2 separate regions of the Gossypium hirsutum genome follow, and region 2 is linked to region 1. Evidence: chromatin contacts called from public Hi-C data. All regions are on one chromosome and are shown on one strand. The core of a region is the stretch at or near the end of the contact, and the rest is flanking DNA. Distances in the headings are between cores, read along the strand shown. Region 1 overlaps LOC107887276 (fanconi-associated nuclease 1 homolog). Region 2 overlaps LOC107887273 (2-isopropylmalate synthase 2, chloroplastic).

What was found. A called contact is a pair of places that touch in the nucleus more often than the background predicts.
Region 2: a contact with region 1 is called in a Hi-C map of leaf, with 3 times the contacts expected there. The contact joins two enhancer-like sites. A contact is called at or near these places in 7 of 34 Hi-C or Micro-C datasets (callus, leaf, petal and 1 more).

What each region holds. Positions count from the first base shown.
Region 1 is chrA03:51,206,565-51,210,965 of Gossypium_hirsutum_v2.1, forward strand. It overlaps LOC107887276 (fanconi-associated nuclease 1 homolog), which reads left to right. Exons shown (of 15, transcript XM_016811465.2): 13 at 672-945; 14 at 1,211-1,441; 15 at 2,268-2,910. The coding sequence ends at 2,714. Among protein-coding and RNA genes, the nearest start is that of LOC107887276, 8.9 kb to the left of the region's middle. Within about 2 kb of position 2,422, at least 3 of the 9 cell types and tissues checked have an H3K27ac peak or open chromatin away from gene starts, as enhancers often do.
Region 2 is chrA03:51,430,934-51,435,080 of Gossypium_hirsutum_v2.1, forward strand. It overlaps LOC107887273 (2-isopropylmalate synthase 2, chloroplastic), which reads right to left. Exons shown (of 12, transcript XM_016811463.2): 10 at 2,922-3,056; 11 at 2,643-2,788; 12 at 2,040-2,548. The coding sequence ends at 2,413. Among protein-coding and RNA genes, the nearest start is that of LOC107887273, 16 kb to the right of the region's middle. Within about 2 kb of position 2,243, at least 1 of the 9 cell types and tissues checked has an H3K27ac peak or open chromatin away from gene starts, as enhancers often do.

The sequences.
Region 1 (4,401 bases), core at 1,172-3,671:
TTATCTCTTGTCTATTAAGATGACATTACGGGGAACTAATTATCTTTTAAACTCTTTATCTTTCTAGGCTTTGCCATTGTTTGATTGAATGATTTATGCGCACAACCATCAATGATCACTTAAAAGATTTTTTTTATTTCAAAATAAGATGGTTCTGGTTGGATAGTAACAGTAGCAAGAGTGTAGTAGTAATAGTAGCAATTGTAGTATTCTATGGTACTCAAACTCTAGTGTGAGTGTCGTATACAAGCTTTTGTTCGGTACAGATATGTTCAGTTTTGTGCAACCCGTTTCATGTATTTGGAGTCCCTTAAAGGTCATATCCCCATACCTGTATTCTGGATATGCGTTGGACATGAGTGTCCAACCCAGGTATTTTAAGAAAAATGAAAATTCAGTAACATTTTGCTAACTGCAATTGGATGTAGTGGTAGCAAATGGCAAAAGTAGCAACGTTGGCTGGGTGGTGATAGTGGTAGACAATAAAGCGACCATCAATGATCCAACAATGAATAAACTACTATGAGAATTCATAAGTGAACCATAAAATTTCATTGAGCATGGTGCTACTTTCATTAACCTGGTTAATGATCTTGATGCATAAGAAAAAAGCCACATCCAAGACAAATGTTGGGTTTTTTAAAAATATTTTTATAATTGTCTTGTCTCAGGTACAAGGATGCGATACATTTACTAAGGCGATTGCTTGATTGCTTCACCTGTGATGCAAGAAGGGGATATTGGACCGTAAGATTATCTGTTGATTTGGAGCATATTGGCTGCCCCAATGAGAGTCTTTCAGTCGCTGAGGCTGGATTATTAGATCCTTGGGTTCGTGCCGGTTCAAGAATGGCACTACAAAGGCGAGTTCTTCGCTTGGCAAAACCACCTAGGCGCTGGAAAACTCCAAGTTTTTCAGAATCTCTTAAGAGGAAGATAATAGAGGTACTCACTACTATTTCCTTGTGTTGGTTTTGCTCCTTGAGCTGTGCACTTAAGAAGTTTCGAAGTATGCCTAACCTAGATTCATTTTCCTTGAAATACCCGTGCCGTGTCTGATTCATATATGAACATGGGTATGGGATATGATCCTCCAATGACTCTCGAAATACATGAAAATCTTGGACACATCCATGTTTGGCACTCTCACCAGAGTCCAACTAACATTGTACTTAGCTAATTATATTAGTTTTCATCCTGAGACATACAGGTTCATATTCAAGGGAGACCATTGAACTGTGAAGCTGGTAGAAAAAGCCGGTTCTATGGGGAAGATGGGGAGCAATGTGGAGTAGAACAGTTAGCTCTACAGTATTATGCAACAGAAGGTGGATGGCAGGGTGTCCATACAGAGAGTGGTATATGGATGACTATCTTCGGGCTTCTCATGTGGGATATTTTATTTTCAGATGTACCAAATGTTTTCCGCACCAGATTCCAGGTACAATGCTCAATGTCAGTCATAAAAGAAACACAATATTTTGAATTGCTTTTAAAAGTCGGTGATGCTTTGTAATTCATTACATGCAAGTATGTGTTTCTTCATGCTTACGTATTGATTTGATTGCAATGCCACTTTGAAAATTTTGGTTGTGTTGCTTGGTTCATTCTGAGTACATGATACGACATGACCACCTAAAACATGATAAAGATAAGAATATTTGAATGTTTAAAATTTTATATAACACGATTTATTAACATATCAAAATTTGTATAAATATAAATTACTATGAACATGATTATGAGATGACAAGATATTCAACTAAATGACTTGCCAGTGAATTTAGCTGTTATAAATCGTAACAATCGGAAGGGTGATGAGACAGAATCTGAAACTCGAAACTTTCTCCACCCTTTAAATGATAACATACTAGTATACCATTTATATCCTTCAACATGATTGCTTCGAATACATATATATTTGAAGACAAAAGCCATATTACTCGGATGAGAGAGTTAGGTACAGATGTTTAATTTTCTTTTAAGTAATTTCCATGTACTTGGAAGGTCTTTGGAGAGTCATCCGTATACCCTATCCGAATGTTTTAAAACAGGTACTTAAAAAAATAAAATAAAAGCAGGAGCAATATGGGATTAAAGGGAACTAACAAACATTTGAAAGAGTACATGGCTTTGGCTTAATAACCAATTCAAGTTCTCTGAAAATTTTCTTCACTTTTTTTTTTTTTTGTTTGAAGGGGGTTGGGGGGAAGAATTATGTATTAAATTTGTGAGTTTCTTAGATAAGTAAATATTTCCTTTTGCAGACTGCTCCATTGGATATGGATACTGATCATTTTTATCTGGCAAGAAAGAGCCTTATCGAGCCCCAACTACAAAAAATCCACGATGGTTTGGCTGAAGAGATTCTCAAAACATCATGGGAATTGCATATGGGAACAGCTTGTAGAGGAGTTAATTGGGACCAACACTCCCTTTCCGACCTTCGAGCAGCTGTTTCATGTATCAGAGGTCCTTGTTTGGCCTCTCTATGTAGACATCTCGCTCAGGATTACCGCAGTTGGTTGAGTGGAATGCCTGATTTGTTGCTCTGGCGGTTCCATGGGGACTACAAAGGTGAAGCCAAACTCGTCGAGGTTAAGGGCCCTAGAGATCAACTCTCCGAACAACAAAGAGCATGGCTGCTGCTTCTAATGGATTGTGGATTCAATGCGGAGGTTTGTAAAGTGAGCCCTACAGTATTATCCCCTTGAGGTTAGTTACCCTACTAAAAACCTGTATTACTCGGACGTATTTGAAAGTGTTGTATAGTTATGTATACCATGTGAGTATATTCAATTATTTCAAGTTTTTGTTTTACGTGTATTTGGACTGTCAAATTCTTATATACTTGTATCTAAATATGCAATCGATACATGTAATTAAGTAGCATTGTTAAAATTCGAAGTCTTTCCAGGGAGTCCGATGTTTTTATAATTTCTTCAACAAATGTTAGTATGGAATTTGTTACACCCTGCACTCAAAACAGTGTCGGATCCGAATACGTAAGGTACATTACATTGTTGAAGCAACTCTAATTAAAACTACTTTCATTACCAAGTAAATTAGCATTCAAACAAAATAAATTTTTTACAAATTCAACTATACACAAACATGTTTAACAAATCTCAAATGATATTTTTTAATGCAATTAGGGATTAAGCAAAATTAAGTACCGAATTAAGATTTGAATCCTAATTCTATTTATCAAAATCCAATAGTGATTTGAGACAGATCTCCTTTATTTTATTAATTTAGCTTTATGTGTTTGTCTTGAGATACAAAAAACTCTTTATCTTGAGACTTGAGTCATATTATCTCGAGATTTGTTTGTTTAGTCTCAAGACCGAAATTTGCGAGATGCACCAAATAATCAATTATGTACTTGAGGTTTTGATACATGTTCTTAATTTTTTAAGACATTATTATAGAAATGCCTAAAATAAGCATTGTAAAGCACAAACACCAATCATTTCACACCTAATTTAGGCAAACATTAATCCAATATCAATTGCACAGATTTAAATAACCAAAACATAATCAACATTCTAACAACCTAGCAATCAATACACCTCAACCATACAAACCTAAATAAAGGATTTAACCATTAAGTTCATACAACTCAATCACTTCTCAACCATTAAAATTCAACTCAAGAAATATTATAAGTCCATTATAGCAAAAACATACCAAATTCATATTAGACCATAATACTCGACATAGGTAGATGCCATTAACTACACATACAAATAAATAACAGTACAAGTATGGTCCAAGTTGAGTTGACCTATTACCTCTGAATACTTTTAAGACTTCAATCTACTAAAAATCTATGGTGCTAACATAACTTGAATTCAATATATAATCAATGATATGAAAAATAAGAAATTTATATATGTATACATACAACATTATACCAATTAGTCATATCTTAACATCAATGACATTAATCCCGATAATAAGGCACCCTCAGGGTATTAAAATCTTGTTAAACTTACCTCAAATCAATCTCAATATTCATTTTATAATACAATTGAATATCATATATATATATCATGATCATTTTATTAGTTTAGCCCTTTTAACTGACTTGGATTTGAGGATGATACACAAACCAGTCCATCGACACACTAATATATGAACTGATGTGCTAATCGAACATAAATGCATCGATCCCATAAACTACATCAGAATACGCTCGTACCCTTAAGGAATTGAGCTAGTGATATGTTCTCGACCCTCAAGGAATTAGAGAACTATTGCAATATAACACATTAAGCGTTGGATCAAATATAACATGCATTAAGTGTTGGATCTCCCACTTATCAAACAGACCTTATAGCATACCAATTATACTCGTAACTCTATTCGGCACTATTAATTAAGCATTATTATTTATTA
Region 2 (4,147 bases), core at 993-3,492, 220 kb after region 1:
TTTTATTAGTAACGACCTTTTTTAGGCCAATCTGAACTAGAATTGTCATCGTCCAAACTTGTCACAAATTGAAATTTGTGACACCATCGAACTTCTCAATATTGTCATCTCTGAACGGGCTGATCTACGAAAATTGAACTAGCTCTGAAAGCACTTGTTGGGGATCGACCTGATTAAGCAATGAACAAGTAAAAATAGAGATAAAAAATTTAACGTGGAAAAACTCCTTCTAAGAGGATAAAAAACCATGGGTAAAGATAATTTTACTATAATGGCAAAAGAACGAAGAGTACAAAAAATAGAGATAAAAAACTAAACCCCAAAATCTAAAAATAAAAAAACCTCAAAACGTAAACACAAAATTTTCCAAAAGTTGTATGAGTTCTAATCTTTTAATGGGTGTTTTTTCTAAGGTTGTAAAAAAGCCTATTTGTAGGCTAAATTCATAAGTCAAATAAATTATGTTAAGAAATGCTAAATATATTATACTAATAAATACTAAATCTTCTAGAAAGAAAATATATTTTATTTAACTTAACTTACAAGTAACTTTTTAGAATTTAGGTCACACAACTCTAACAATTTTTTCTTTAATTTCTGTATTTTCTCTTAAATTTAATATTAAAATGGAAAGTGGAAAGAGAATCCTTGGACACTAAGTTTGGATTCAACAAGATTTGACTTGCACTCCATACTGAGCATTTTTAACCCTCAAATCCTTCCTGCATAAATGGCGGTATTGATTGATACTTTTATTGTTGCTACTTTAAATCTTATGGATAGCTAAATTTCTTTGTGGTTAATGGTGTATGTTAATTCACCATCAAAAAATTTGTTTTATATGAAGGTACAAATTTTTCCTGCTGAAGATTAGTAGATCTTAATTTCCTTTATACAAAATATAAATAAATTAAAAAAATAAAATAGAATTAATTGTTATGTTACATGATGAAGATATTATCTACTCAAGAAAAGTAAATATATATTTTGAAATTTCACTCTTTTTGTAAATTTTATGTATCTTTTTAAAAAAGAAAAGTACATTTTGTAATTTCAAGAATTTTTATTATTGTATTTTTCTAATTTTTTAAACAAAATTTTGATTTTTTTTCTGAAATTTCTTTTAATTTATTCTTTTTTATTTTTAAATTTATTTTGCCAAAAGAGAATTTTCAAAAAATGGAAATTTTTTATATATTTATATTTTTTTCTAAATCTTTTCTGAAATTCTCTTTATTCTACATCTTCGCTATTTTTTGTATTCTATGTATTTTTAAAAACTAAGTAAATATTCGGGAAATTTTATACAACTTTCCAGATTTTTTTATTTCTTAATTTGCTTTATTTTTTATTTTTTCCCTTTTTAAAATTTATTCTTTCAATTTTTCCAATTCTTTCCCCTCACAGTAATTGATCGCGCTCTCATTTTTTTTGTAACACTATTTACTGTTGGGGTAAAGATGGAATAAAGTGATACATAATGAAAAAATTAAAATACCAAATTGATAAATAAAAATTAAGTAACAAATTAAGTGCAATTGTTTTTTTTAATAAATACTAGCCAGGGTATTTAATTAAATATGAAGCAAAATGAGAGTACCGTAAAAACAAATTGACAGCTGAGCAAAATTAAGTACAACTTTGAAGATAAATAATGCACTAACCATTTTTAGTTTATCATATCGATTTGATAATCTCAATAAAATTGAAAAGAAAAATCTAAACCTTTGTGTTGCTATCAAATGGTATCATGCATTTGTATATTTGACATTTAACTCGATAAAAGATGCAATTACAAACATCCTTTTAACCAAAATTTTAAAAAAAAATTAAAGAGAAAGAAATATTTGGCCATAGATTTTCTATAGTTTTTTAATTTATGGATTGTGTATAAAGGAAAAAAAAAGTAACCACTTTCTATAGTGTATCTGATACATTTTTTAGCATAAAAAAGATGAAAAAAAAATTAAATTGAAACACCCACTGTCAAACTGATCTTTATTCGACACTCACCTGAGTCAAAATAAATACCAAAATTATTTTGAAGAAGAAACGATCTTATTGATTTCTTAATACATTCTACAGAACTCACAAGAAAGAACAAAATCCAACCGTATTGGTTTTTTTCTTTCTAAAACTTAAAAAGTCTCAAACTAACTTATATTCAAAAACCTTTCAAATCATTATCACTACTGCAAGATTAAAATGAATTTGCAGTTACAAAACTGAACTCATGTATGTATGCATGGAGATTGCTGCTCCAACTGTTCGTCTTTTCTTCTCTCTAAAGTAGTGTGTCCGACGCAAATCCAGACATGAGTATAGACGTGGAAAAATCTAAACAGAAATGAACATACCCTTGTTGGATACATAATCATATTCAATACACGTACATGAAACCGAGTAAGTAGCTTAAGAAGAAGCTGGAGTCCTTTCTATGGATGAAGCCTTTGCTGGATATTGTTCTTTGAATCCCAACATCTTATTTAATGCACTGACATAAGCTTTGACACTGGAAACAACGATATCCATTCCTGCCCCAGTTCCACTGTCACCATAGGAGAAATATTTTAATTCACTGAATTTATCGAGCTGGAAATGTTTAAAACGGACATGGAAACAAAAGCAAGAAGATTCAGCACCTAAATGTTCGATGAACGAGTTCACCAGTCAACGCATGAGTAGATAAGTGACTTTTCTCTACACGAATTAGAACGCGGGTTGTGGCTATCGCATCAATTCCTTCCGTAACGGCATTCATTGAGTACTCAAGAAGTGAAACCGATTCCTGTAATTGATGGAAATTGATGAAGCATTGATATTTAAAAAGTAGCCTTAATTATAAGAAAATCCGGAATTCATAGACATTCTTGGTAGCATCCATAAAAAACAAAGAAAAGTACTTATTTCTGGCATCAAACCTTGATAATGAGATCAACAGCTTTATAAGCTGAATCTACAGGTCCAGTTCCAACTGAGCAGGCAACATGCTTTCTCCCATCAGCATCGATGAGTTTAACTGTTGCAGTAGAAAGACCAAGAGTTCCGCAAGTAACCTGCATGTTATGTTGGTCAACAAACAACATAGTTTAAAACACAGTTACGAGGATTGCTGCTACCCGGAGTACTACAATCCACATCATAGATCTGGATCGCAATGTTGCTGGACTCTTGAGTTTTCTTTAGGTACTCATCCAACATTCATGTTTGAACATGGATATGGGAATAAAACCTTCAAAGCTCGTCCAAAAATATGGAAAAACTTAAGAAATATGATCATACCCACGTTGGTCACATAGTGTACTGGATCTCTTTGATAGGCAACTAGGATAGTCAAAACCATGAACCGAATTGATGTGTCAAACAAAAAGACAAGCATGAAGAAAAATAGCAAAAGGAGAGAGAGAAAGTATCTAATGAGGTAAAGGAGATGAAAGGTAATAAATAAATAAATATGGACAGAAACTCACTCTTGCAAACTTCAAAGTTGAGAGAGTAAACAGTGGGGGAGTATCTAATAGGGGAAAGGAGAAATATTCACTCTTGCAAACTTCAAAGTTGGGAGAGGTCATGAATTAACTTCCAAAAGAAAAATTAGCATGGTTTTTTATTTTGACAAATGTGTATAGACACTTTCATCAAGCCTTTTTATTCCATTCATGTAGATAATGCATGTCAAGTTTTGAATAAATTAAAGATATCTAACTATTTGTTTTGGAGTAAAAAAATCAACAGTTAAATATATATTAATAAAGAAAGCATTATAGTTCGATATAATAGAAATATCAAATAGATTCCAAAATTTACATGCATGGCAAATATCATTATATTGATAGATTCAACGGTTGGATTATTAAAAGAAGTAAAAGTGTATATAATTTAAATAATAGTAATCTTAAATAATAGTAATCTTAAAAGGGACGGTATTTTTTAAAAAATAGTTTTCTAAAGAGATTTTTTTTAAAAGAGTGATTTCTTCTTTTTTAAATAAAAATGAGTGGTTAAGACATAAATACTCCTAAAACATATTTATTAACTTATAACAGATGGTTTTCAAGGAAATCCCAATTGAGTTGGTGTCACTAAGTCCAGTGGCACCATGATTAGTTAGGGAATTTTATACAAGTCCAGTGACACCAATACCACT